Regions from separate parts of the Rattus norvegicus genome. Here region 1 is linked to region 2. The links are chromatin contacts, called in public Hi-C maps. All regions are on one chromosome and are shown on one strand. Each heading gives the region's core, a stretch centred on a gene start, on an enhancer-like site or on the middle of the called end of the contact. The rest is flanking DNA. Distances are from core to core; before and after follow the strand shown. Region 1 overlaps LOC102551891 (a long non-coding RNA gene). Region 2 holds the start of Tmem178a (transmembrane protein 178A).

The links. Hi-C and Micro-C count contacts between places; a contact is called where the count stands out from the background.
Region 1: a contact with region 2 is called in a Hi-C map of Schwann cells, with 2.5 times the contacts expected there. The contact joins the enhancer-like site here to the promoter of Tmem178a in region 2. A contact is called at or near these places in 2 of 12 Hi-C or Micro-C datasets (Schwann cells and frontal cortex).

What each region holds. Positions count from the first base shown.
Region 1 is chr6:19,948,530-19,953,625 of GRCr8, forward strand. The region is part of intron 2 of LOC102551891 (a long non-coding RNA gene); the gene reads left to right. Among named protein-coding and RNA genes, the nearest start is that of Map4k3, 78 kb to the right of the region's middle. Within about 2 kb of position 1,737, at least 48 of the 93 cell types and tissues checked have an H3K27ac peak or open chromatin away from gene starts, as enhancers often do. A contact at or near this core is called in Schwann cells, where this site is marked.
Region 2 is chr6:19,813,847-19,818,809 of GRCr8, forward strand. It overlaps Tmem178a (transmembrane protein 178A), which reads right to left and starts at 1,963. Exons shown (of 4, transcript NM_001004282.1): 1 at 1,556-1,963. The coding sequence starts at 1,955. LOC134479321 (a long non-coding RNA gene) reads left to right here. Exons shown (of 2, transcript XR_010052483.1): 2 at 578-960.

The DNA of each region.
Region 1 (5,096 bases), core at 487-2,986, 130 kb after region 2:
AGCAAGGACTCCATTCTTCCTCTGTTGACTTTGTTTTCTTCTATATAAGCCCCCAGCTTCTGATGGACACGTCTAGCAAGGGCCCCGGAGAAACCTGCAGTTAAGCAAAACATAAACTTGGCCATTATGGTACAGCTCTGGCCTCTCATAAATTGTATCACACCACTTGTCAGTCTATGAACGCAAAAGATTAGACCCTCAGTGGCTACGCGTCCCAAATAAGGACCAAAGAGCACACAATAGATTCTATGGCTCTGTTACATATTAAAACAATCTAACTGTACTTAACTATGTCAATTTTTAACAGATAATTAGGGTTGGAATTAATGCAAAAATCGGTTAAATCTGGTGCCTTCCTTGCTAATTGTTAACCAGCCTCAATCGCACATTAACATAATCTGGAGTTTTCTGTCCAACTGTTTTTATCTCAGTTGCCCTAACTAAATTCAAGATCATGTTACGTGACTCTGACAGCATGGTTACTTTGTGGCTTTGTTCCGTTTTGGTTTGGTTTGTTCGGGGAGGGGGGCATCTTATAAACATAGCTTGTAATCAAAATCCTTGTTCTTTGTTTTCTCCTTGGGTCAGTAGCTTCTTATCTTGCTTGTCTGATGTCCAGAGTAGGGAAGATGATTTCTATATGTCTAGCTTTGTCTTGTCCTCACTGTCTATAGGCAAAGGAAACGAAGGCTGTGTTGGCCCCAAGCCACCATGCCAAGCTTTTAATGACTCTCGACTCACAGCCGCTGACAGTTGATACGGCCTGTATTGACATTAAGCTCCTATCTTGTAACAGAACCCATATTCCTTTTCCAGGAATAAGTCCCAGCTTATCAGAACACATTTTTTAAAAACCTCTTTCATAATACACAACACCGTTTGAGAGAGTGGCGAGAAATGGCTTTGTGCTCCAGGACAGATGCCTCAAGCCAGAAGAGCAACGCCTTCTCACCAGACCCCCGTTGACTCTCTCCATTCTTCCTCACAGAGGCTTTTCTGTAAGCCAGATGTCAACAAACACGCCAGACTCTTTAAACTTCAATCTGTTTGGCATTTCAGAAACGCTGAGAGTTAAGCACTTCCCCCCCCCCCCCAGGAAACCTACTTTCTGATTCCCGGAGGGGGGGGGCGGCAGGGGGGGGTGGCGGGGGGGGGGGCGGACAGAAGGATGAGGGGGCCCTTAGCCTCAGTGGGATACCTGTTGGAAGCAGACATCCCACAAGTCACTTCACAGCGTTCAGACCCCAACTGGTTCCTAGCTTTATGCAGGGAGACTGATGTATAGAGTCCCATAAAAATTAAAACCCTGGGAAAAGCACAGGCCCCGGAGTCAGAACGGAGCAATTGAATGATGGTCTCTTCTGGAAGTCAGAGTGGGCCCTTTTTCTCACCCTGCTCCTGGGGATGGAAGTGAAGTCTAACCTTACAATGGTGACTAATTCCCCATCTGAGGGCCTCGAGCTTTTTGCAGAGCAAATTACAGGCGTGGTAAATGAAGGGTCTCTGGAGGTGAGAGCTGACAGAAGAGGAAGGAAAGATGGGAAAAGTAAAAAATCAAATCCCTAAGTGTTAGTGGATTGCCAAACAGAAGGGGCTTTCTGAGGCTGAGGTAGGCAACCCACCCCTAGGCTTCCTTCAGAAGCTTTTTTTTTTCCTTTCTCCCTGACTCATCGGGTTTCTTCAGGAACGCCTGGTGAGAAAGGGATTATGTAGCAGGCGAGGGAGCCAGCCTTTTTTGGCAGCAGAGACACACTTTGGTTTCAGATGCTGAAGATCTTTGAGAACAGACTCAATGTGCTGGCGTTCCAGGCTGGAGTCCAGCAGCAGTTCGACCGCAGACGAAGTGCATCAGATGGTTGGGGCTGTCAGCCAAAGAGACTCGAGGACTTTCCTGGGGTTACACCTCTCCAGAAGTTTGAAGATGCGGGGACAGGTTTGCCTTCTGAAACGTGCGAATGTCACCAGCTGGGAGTGGCAGATGCCAAGAGCCAGTCTGAAAACAGCTCTCCATCTGGCAATGGGCTAGGCTTCCTGGGACACAGATTAGAATGCTTTGTAACCAAGAGGCGGAAGCACGAGTTTAGATTCACACACATTGTTCCGGTCTTTGGGTCATTTCCTGCCTTTAGAATTCATTTCCTTTCCAGGTCCCACAAAAGCTCCATGAAGGGCAAGAAAGAAGTTGCGGGGGAGGGTTTGCCATTGCTTGGGTCCAAGCAGGGGCAGTTAGTTCTGCCTCTCTGCCCAAGGTCTGCATCTTTCTATGCCCCTCCTGTCTGCTCGCCCTGAGCCAGAACGGGGAAGCCTTAAGGAAAGGAACATAAATTAGAGAAGGGATCATTCGCTAGCGAGTCCGATGAACCCACTTGTTCCTAGAAAACAGACAGGGAAATGGGAAAAAAAATCTACAAGATTTTATCGAGGAGTGCCCTTCACCCGCACTCCCTTCAAGGACACAGCTCCCCCGAACAGACACACACACACACACACACACACACACACACACACACACACACACAGGGATTTAAAGCAACTGCCACAGCCTGGTTCCTGACCTTCCTGAGTTACCAGCACGCCAGCCAGGTACACCTGGACGGTGAAGTTTGCTACACAATGACTTGCTGTGTTCTCTTTCACTCGTTTTTGTTTCACATTTTGTTCCAACAAGGATATAAGGCAGCAATAATAGCTTTCCTGGCCGCTTTTTCAGGCTTGTTTTGAGCACTTTGAAATTGACACGAATCCTGGAAAAATGTTTCTGCAGATCCCAGCATGCCCCGAGCACACACTGCCAATCTACTGTGCACAGCTCACCTTCGCCCCCACCACGCCCACTTATATAACACGCCGCAGGGTGGACCTTCTGGCCTTGGGGACTACAGGGACCAGACAAACTCAAGGCAGATCTGTGGATCCTTTCATTTCTCCGAAAAGTTTTGGCTCTGGGGCAGTGGTTCTTGACCTTCTTAATGCTACCACCCTTTAACACAGTAAGTCATGTGGTTTTGGGGGTCGTCACCCACAGGTTGAGAACCTCTGCTAGAAATAGTGAGCCTCACAAAATCTAAGTCATGTAGTTCTGGTCAGGATGTTCCTATGTGTTCAAACCCTATGTCTGTCTAGGCTGTAAGCTCTATACATCACATGCTATTATTTTTGCTACATCCACCCATTTGAACACAGCAGCTTAGGAGCAAGCCCCTTACAGAGACAGGGTAGTACAATTTGGCAAACAGATTTATCGTGATATTGTGGATCCCCACAGACAAAAATCTGTTACTTCCCCATAATTTAAACAGTTTGTTCTCAGGGCCACCATTGCCACCACCAGGAAGGGCTGACAGTGAGGGCTTTCTGCTTTGGGCCGTCAGTGCCATTCAGGAATCCACACAGCTAGCTTCCTGAATAGCTCCATCTTATCAGGTGTTCCGAGAGATGGCCTCCTGTGACGTTCGTTCGTTGTGATTGTCCCCGGGGATATTTGGGAAGTTCTGGGAGAAGGTAGTAACTAGGGAGAATTTAGTTCTGTATCAGGGTCAGGAATACCGGTCTGGCTTGGGATGTATCAAGGGATGTGCCCTAATGGACCCGAAGGACATTAAGCCTGCACAGAGGAAAACATCACAACACAGCCCCACTCATGGGTAAATTCTAAACGTGTGCTCTCGAAAATCAAGAGCAGAATACGGGTCACTAGACACTGGGGAAAGTCAGAGAGGGAGGGAGAAGGAAAGACTGGTCAAGGGATAGTGGGTGTCAGTTGGACGGGAGAAAGAAGCTCAGAGGTTCTAGTGCAGTCTGGGACGCTTATGTCTATAGGATGATATGCTGTGTAGATCCCCCAAAAGCTAGGGAAAGTGACTTTAAATGCTTATGGAAGAAGAAAGAGTAAATGCTCATGGAGAAAGGCGTGCCCACCCTGACTTGAACATTACATAATGAGTACATGTGATGAAAGATTGCATGGCATCCATAAATATGTGCACGTTGTACGTTCAACTAAAATTTATTCCTAAAAATTCTGTCTGACTCCCAGCCTCCCACTAAGCGAGATCTCGCAGACATAGGCGTTTGGGTTTCCTGTGGCTGGGGCATTTGTAAACAGTTGCTTTTAAACTTTAGGGTGTCTAAGCAGGTGACACTGGTTGGTACGAAGTTAGCCTGCGATGTGGAGAACTGTTATGCAAGTCATAGGCTCATGTCACATCCACACCAATGGTGCGGTGATAAGACTGAGCATGACCCCAGGGCTCTAGACCAGACCTTGGTACTTTGTGTGACCTTGAGACAAATCATTTCCCAATCCTGAAGGCCTTGGGACTAACTAAAGATTCTCAGAAGTCTAGCGTGGGCCAGGGCTCGAAATCACGGCCCCAAACTATAAAGAGACAACCACGGCATCGGAAGGGCTAGGACTTGAACGCACAGAAGCCCAAGGCCTAGGATTCAAGAACTAGAGAACTGAGAACATGTTTTTCCCCCGCTTGGCTGTTTCCAAGTAGGAAAAATAAAAGGGGGGCGGTGAGGTGAGTCCTGGGTTCTATAAGAAAGCAGGCTGAGCAAGCCAAGGGAAACAAACCAGCAAGCAGCACTGCTCTATGATCTCTGTGTCAACTCCTGCCTCCAGGTTCCTCCCATGCTCACCTTTCCTCCCGGGCTCACCTTGTTTGAGTTCCTGTTCTGACTTCCTACAGTGATGAGGCCTCACCCTTTCCTCCCCAGCTTGCTTTGGTCATGGTGTTCATCACAGCAACCCTAATTAGGACACCTCCCAAGGATGACCCACGGTGCTACCAGTTCTCCTAGGGTTACGAGGATGCTCCTGACCCACAGCTACTCCAGCCACTGACTTCAAGATCGGTGGGTGTTAGAGAACTCAGGGTACCCCCAGAAGCTTCTATTAGACTGAGAATTCTGCAGTGTGTGAGAGAAGGAGTGAACATAGAAGACAGACCGTTTAGAGGGTGTTTTCAATAACCTGTCCACCCCCAACTTCCTGACCCCCCAGCTGATTTCCCCTTTCAGCCTTCTCATGATTCTTAAAGTGAGTGATTCATTCTTCCCACAATGACTGGGCCTTTTGCCTCATAAAGCGC
Region 2 (4,963 bases), core at 713-3,212:
TGTGTGTGTGTGTGTGTGTGTGTGTGTGTGTGTGGAAAATGCAATTCTGCCATTTCCAAAGACAAACTGAACTGCTTACTTTCAAAATTGCCTCGTCTGAATGAGCACTCCATAACCGAGCCTCCACAGCCAGCTCTTACAGTTTATCCATGTAGCACGCTACTATCAGGATTAATTATGCAGTGTCTTCATGAGGAGAAATCAGATTTGGATGCAAGTTGGAACAGAAAAGAAAAGGGTTTGCTTCCCAAAGGAAGATTACTGTATCCGACTGCCCTCCGAATTGCTGGAGCCCTTCCATATACAGACAGATTTGGATGGCAGTCCCCAGCTGGGCTAGCCATGGGAAGGAGGAAATTGACATGTTTGAGAAATGAAGACTATGCCAACCAACAAGATGGGGAAGGCCAGCACGTTATTAACCCCCTCCTTTCTCGGTAGTTTCACGGCGAGCTGTAATTCAGTGCACATCTGCTCACTTGATTCTAAATATTTTCAGACGGGCTGACCTCTGACTTCCTTTTGGGGGAACAGTGAGTCCAAGGAAAAGAAGTTTGTTTATTTGTTTTTCTTTCAGGGGACATTCTGTGGAGGTTTGAGCTTTAGAAGTTAAAGGAAGCGCTACAGAAGAGGACTGTCACATTGAATATTTTTACATGCATGGGATTGCAAAAAAAAAAAAAATTCAAACTACCTGATTACATACAGAAGATGGGTGTTGCATAGATTCCAGAAGAGCAAAGTGATGCTACACCAACACAAAGCCCAAAAACCAACAATAAGGACAGCCTACAGAGTGTCACAACCATAAGAGTGTGACAGGTAGAGTCTCCCAGCCCAAGTCTACTTTCAAGGACTTGGCCCTTGGCTCTCCTTAGCTACTTTGACCCTGAGGAGGGTGGTCATCGGGAATGTTGAATAATGAATAAAGCAGGTGTCTTAGCTGCTTTTATTAATGAATTAGGGAATGCAAAGTCCAATTCAAACAGACCCTGAACTTGGGAGTGTTTGGGGGACAGACCTTCGCTCCCCATGAATCCTCCAGGCTGGGATGCCCACATACATCACCCAGCTCAATCCACGAGAAAGCCCTCCTCCCTCGTCCTAGGGTTTATACCTCATCTCTTCCAGAGGGCATGCCTCAAAGGAAAATGCAACTTGAGGGAGGAAACCTAGTTGAGAAAGATCAGTCTTTGGGCTGTCACCCTCCCTGGGAACAGGGTCAAGAAAATTCACATATACATCCCCAGTCAGCCAGGTGCACGGGCGGAGAAGGACCAGAGGAGAGTCAAGGGAAAGAGAGACAGCGGTGAGGGGTAAAACAGAGTCCAGGAAAATGGTAAAAGAAGGATAGGTAGGATGAAGCAGCAAGGAACGGGAGAGAGAAGAGTAGCTGGAAAAGGAAAGCAGGGAAGCAGCCTGGAAGGGTGAAAAATGAGCGGGGCAACGGAGCGCAGCAACTGGAGAGGCAACCGCGGGGACCAGCGCGCCCCTGGGATGCCCGGACTGTGCTCCGCGCGCGGACGCAGGGACGCGGGGCGCGCTCGCCGCTCACCTTTCAGGATGAGGGTGTCGATGTCCCGGTCGATGCCCAGGAAGTAGCACTTCCTCCAGAGGCCGGAGTAGGTGGCGAACAGCGGCCGGCCACACTCGGCGTCCAACCCACCGAGCCCCAGCAGCGAGCGCCAGGACTCCGGGTCAGAGCGCCCAGGGCCGCCGGGGAGCAGCCGGCGCCCCAAGGGAGGCGAGTCCCGCAGCGGCAGGTGCGACAGCGGCATCAGGCGGTTCTTCTGATCCGGGGGGTCGGCGCCCGCGCGGCTGCGCTCGCAGCTCTCCTTGTGGCGCCGGGGGTCGGTCTCGTACCAGTGATCGGTGAAGATGGCCGTGACGAGCAGCCCCAGGGAGCAAAGGCTGAGGCCGAGGCTTAGCGCCGTGACGAGCGCCCGTGGCTCCATGGCTTCCCGGCCAGCAGCAGCAGCCGCCGGTGGGCTCGCCGCCGCCGCCAGACACAATGCACTTGGCCTCGGCGCTCCGCCGAGCGCCCTCCCTCCCCGCCACCTGCCCCGCACTCTCCCTCCCACAGCCGCCCGCCCGCCTCACTCCCCCGCGGGAGCCTCCTCCCGCCCGGCCCCGCGCCCTCCCGCGGCGCTCTTACTTTCCCGCGGCCCTCCCCCTTAGCCACACTCTCCACAACCCACCCCCTACCCGGGCCGATCACGCCCCTCGTCCTTCTCCCTGCTTCCAGCTCCCGCGGTCAGCCCCCTCTCTCCAGCCCCCTCTCCCTTTCTTCACTTCTGCTCTCCGTCCTCCCTTTGCTCTCTCTCCCGTCCTTTCTCCTCTTAACCCAGTCCCTACTTTCTCTTTACTTTTCTTCAACTCTTCCAGACGCTCTTTCCCCCACTCCCGCGGGCCTTTGCGTCCCTGGCTCCTTCTGCCTTTATATACCTGCCTTAGATTCCAACCCTCTTGCCACCTGCCCCTGCGCACACCGCCTCCGGTCCTCTGTCCCTCCCACGACCTTACAAGACATCCACCAACATCACGCTGGATCTTGCCTCTTGTCCAAGTCGATTTTGATCACTGTCTGTTTTGCCCCCGGAGCAAATCTCATCCTTGAACGTGGGCGGTTTTGAGTATTCAGACTCTTGATCTAGAACAGCCAGCCTCTCTTCTAGACTTCTGAAGAATCCAGTCTCAGAGACCTTGGCAGCCAGCTCTGTAGACAGACCTTCCCCTCTCACTTTGCTCGCGGCAGCCTGGAACCCTTTTCTCTGCTCCAGCCCTTCCTCTGCAAGAAGATGCCCAGTGCCCCTGAGGCCACAGAGCCACAGTCAGAGATAATAGCGGCCCACTTCATTTCTGCCTGCTCCGAGATAGACTTCTTTTTCTTGAGCTATCTCCACGCCTGAGTGACTGACTGGCCTCCTGGATCAATATGGCCTTGCAGTGGCACCTGCTCTACCAAGTGATTATTGCCTTTGAATAAGGCAAGCCCTCCCTCCAGTGATAAATCAAACTAACGATTTTCTCCTGTGCCAGTTTCTCTGGTGGTCATCGAGGGTCAACAACAAACCAGTGCTCTACACCAGTCAACATCTGAGACTTTCTGCTCTCCCGGGGCTTTCTGAAGTCACAGATGTTCACTCCAAAAATGGCAGGCATGATCTTTCTAAAAGAGGAATCCTTAGGTCCAAGGTACGGAGTGAACGATGTGCACATATATTCTGCATGGCAAGGGACCCACCTACACCCTTGGGGCCACGTCAGAGGCAGAAAACCATGCTGTACCAGCCTCGAACGGCTATCCTTATGCTCTGACGCTATGAAATATTAATGATTCAAGAGATTATGAGGCATTCATTAGATGCTAAATGTCATTACTCCGTGATTTAATGGGACTTATTAATTAGCGCCCCACGTCAATTGGTATCGAGGTGCTTTATCTGCCTCCTACGGAATGGCATCTGGAAAGGTGGCATGAGATGCCACTGCCATCCATTTTCATTGCTGCTTGTGCTCAACATCTTTGGGGATTTTTTTTTTCTCTGTGGAAGAGTATGTACCTCTTCTGAGCTATTCAATCCACAGAAAGATCCCTTAAGCAGATCTTGGTCACATCAGACCCCTGTGTCTGTTTCTGCTGACCTGACAATGTGAATTATTGCTTGGATTTTCTCACAGCTGCAGCAAGAACTGTGGTGAGCTCTGGGTCTAATTAAGGAAGACAAAGAATTACAATTTTAGTGTTCTTCTCACAATCAGCCTTGCCTTAACAGGAAGCACTAAACCCAGCAGAGGCAGCTTCACTCAGGATTTACACAGAAGTGATGGGACTTAGAAGGTTTCTTTTATTTATATTCTATAATATGTATAAGATTGTAGACCTTTCCAGATCTACAGAGCCCCTTGAACTGTGAGTCCAATTGGCATCTGAAATTAACTTAGGGTGCCCTGTGTCATATATATATATATATATATATATATATATATATATATATTTATGTGTGTGTGAATGTATATATATATGAATGTATATATAAATGTGCAAATATATCTCTCTCAAGATAGTTATTACAAACCTGGAGCGTGTCAAAGATTGCCTGCCCTTTAGTTGTCTTCATTCCTTTGCCATGTCCTCACCTGATGTACTGCAGGACACAAATAGTCAGCCACATTTCATAGTCACATGATTATCATCTCAATCACCCTGTCCCCAAGTAAAAACAGACAGCAGAAACCCCCTTCAGTCACTGCCATGTGACTATCCTGCGTATAGAAGAACATGGGGTTCTGCCCCTGTGGAACTCTTTGATCACTCCCTCCTTAGAAGCCAGCATCATCCTTGGAGTTCATTTACGTCCCTGTTTAAAACCAACCTCAGCATATAATCTAAAGGTTACTCGGTGATGGATTGCCTTTGACAGTATTTCATAAAAAATGTCGCACATTACAAATACGGGCCAGCAGTGTGTAATGAGAGTACTGCCTCTGCTGGTTCTGCGTTATCTGCGTTGGAGAAAAGTGACATGGGATGTGTATACGGGCCTCGCTACAGCGATAGCACACCGCTTCGTCCACGCTTTCAGCATCCCCTTGGCTGGAGATCGTCAGTGATGAATTGTCACCCACCAAGCACTGCTGGCTGAGAAGTGAGGAATGCGGAGATGGGAAAACACTTCCCATCTACATGTTGTTTCCCACCCGGTGGCAAGGGGGAAAAACATGCACAGAACTAGAGGCGAGGGCTGTGACAGAAATGTAAACAGTGTTGTGGGAAGGTGAACGGTAAAATGACCCACTGCCTGGGGAGCGGGAGTCAGGAGGGCTGTGGACAGACATTTGAGTTAGTTCTCCAAGGACAGATTCAGTTTGGCCAAGGAAATGATATCAGTGATATTAGCATCCCACTCAGGTTATAACTCTTCCATTTTTATGTCCATCTAGTAGATTTGGAAATTTCAGT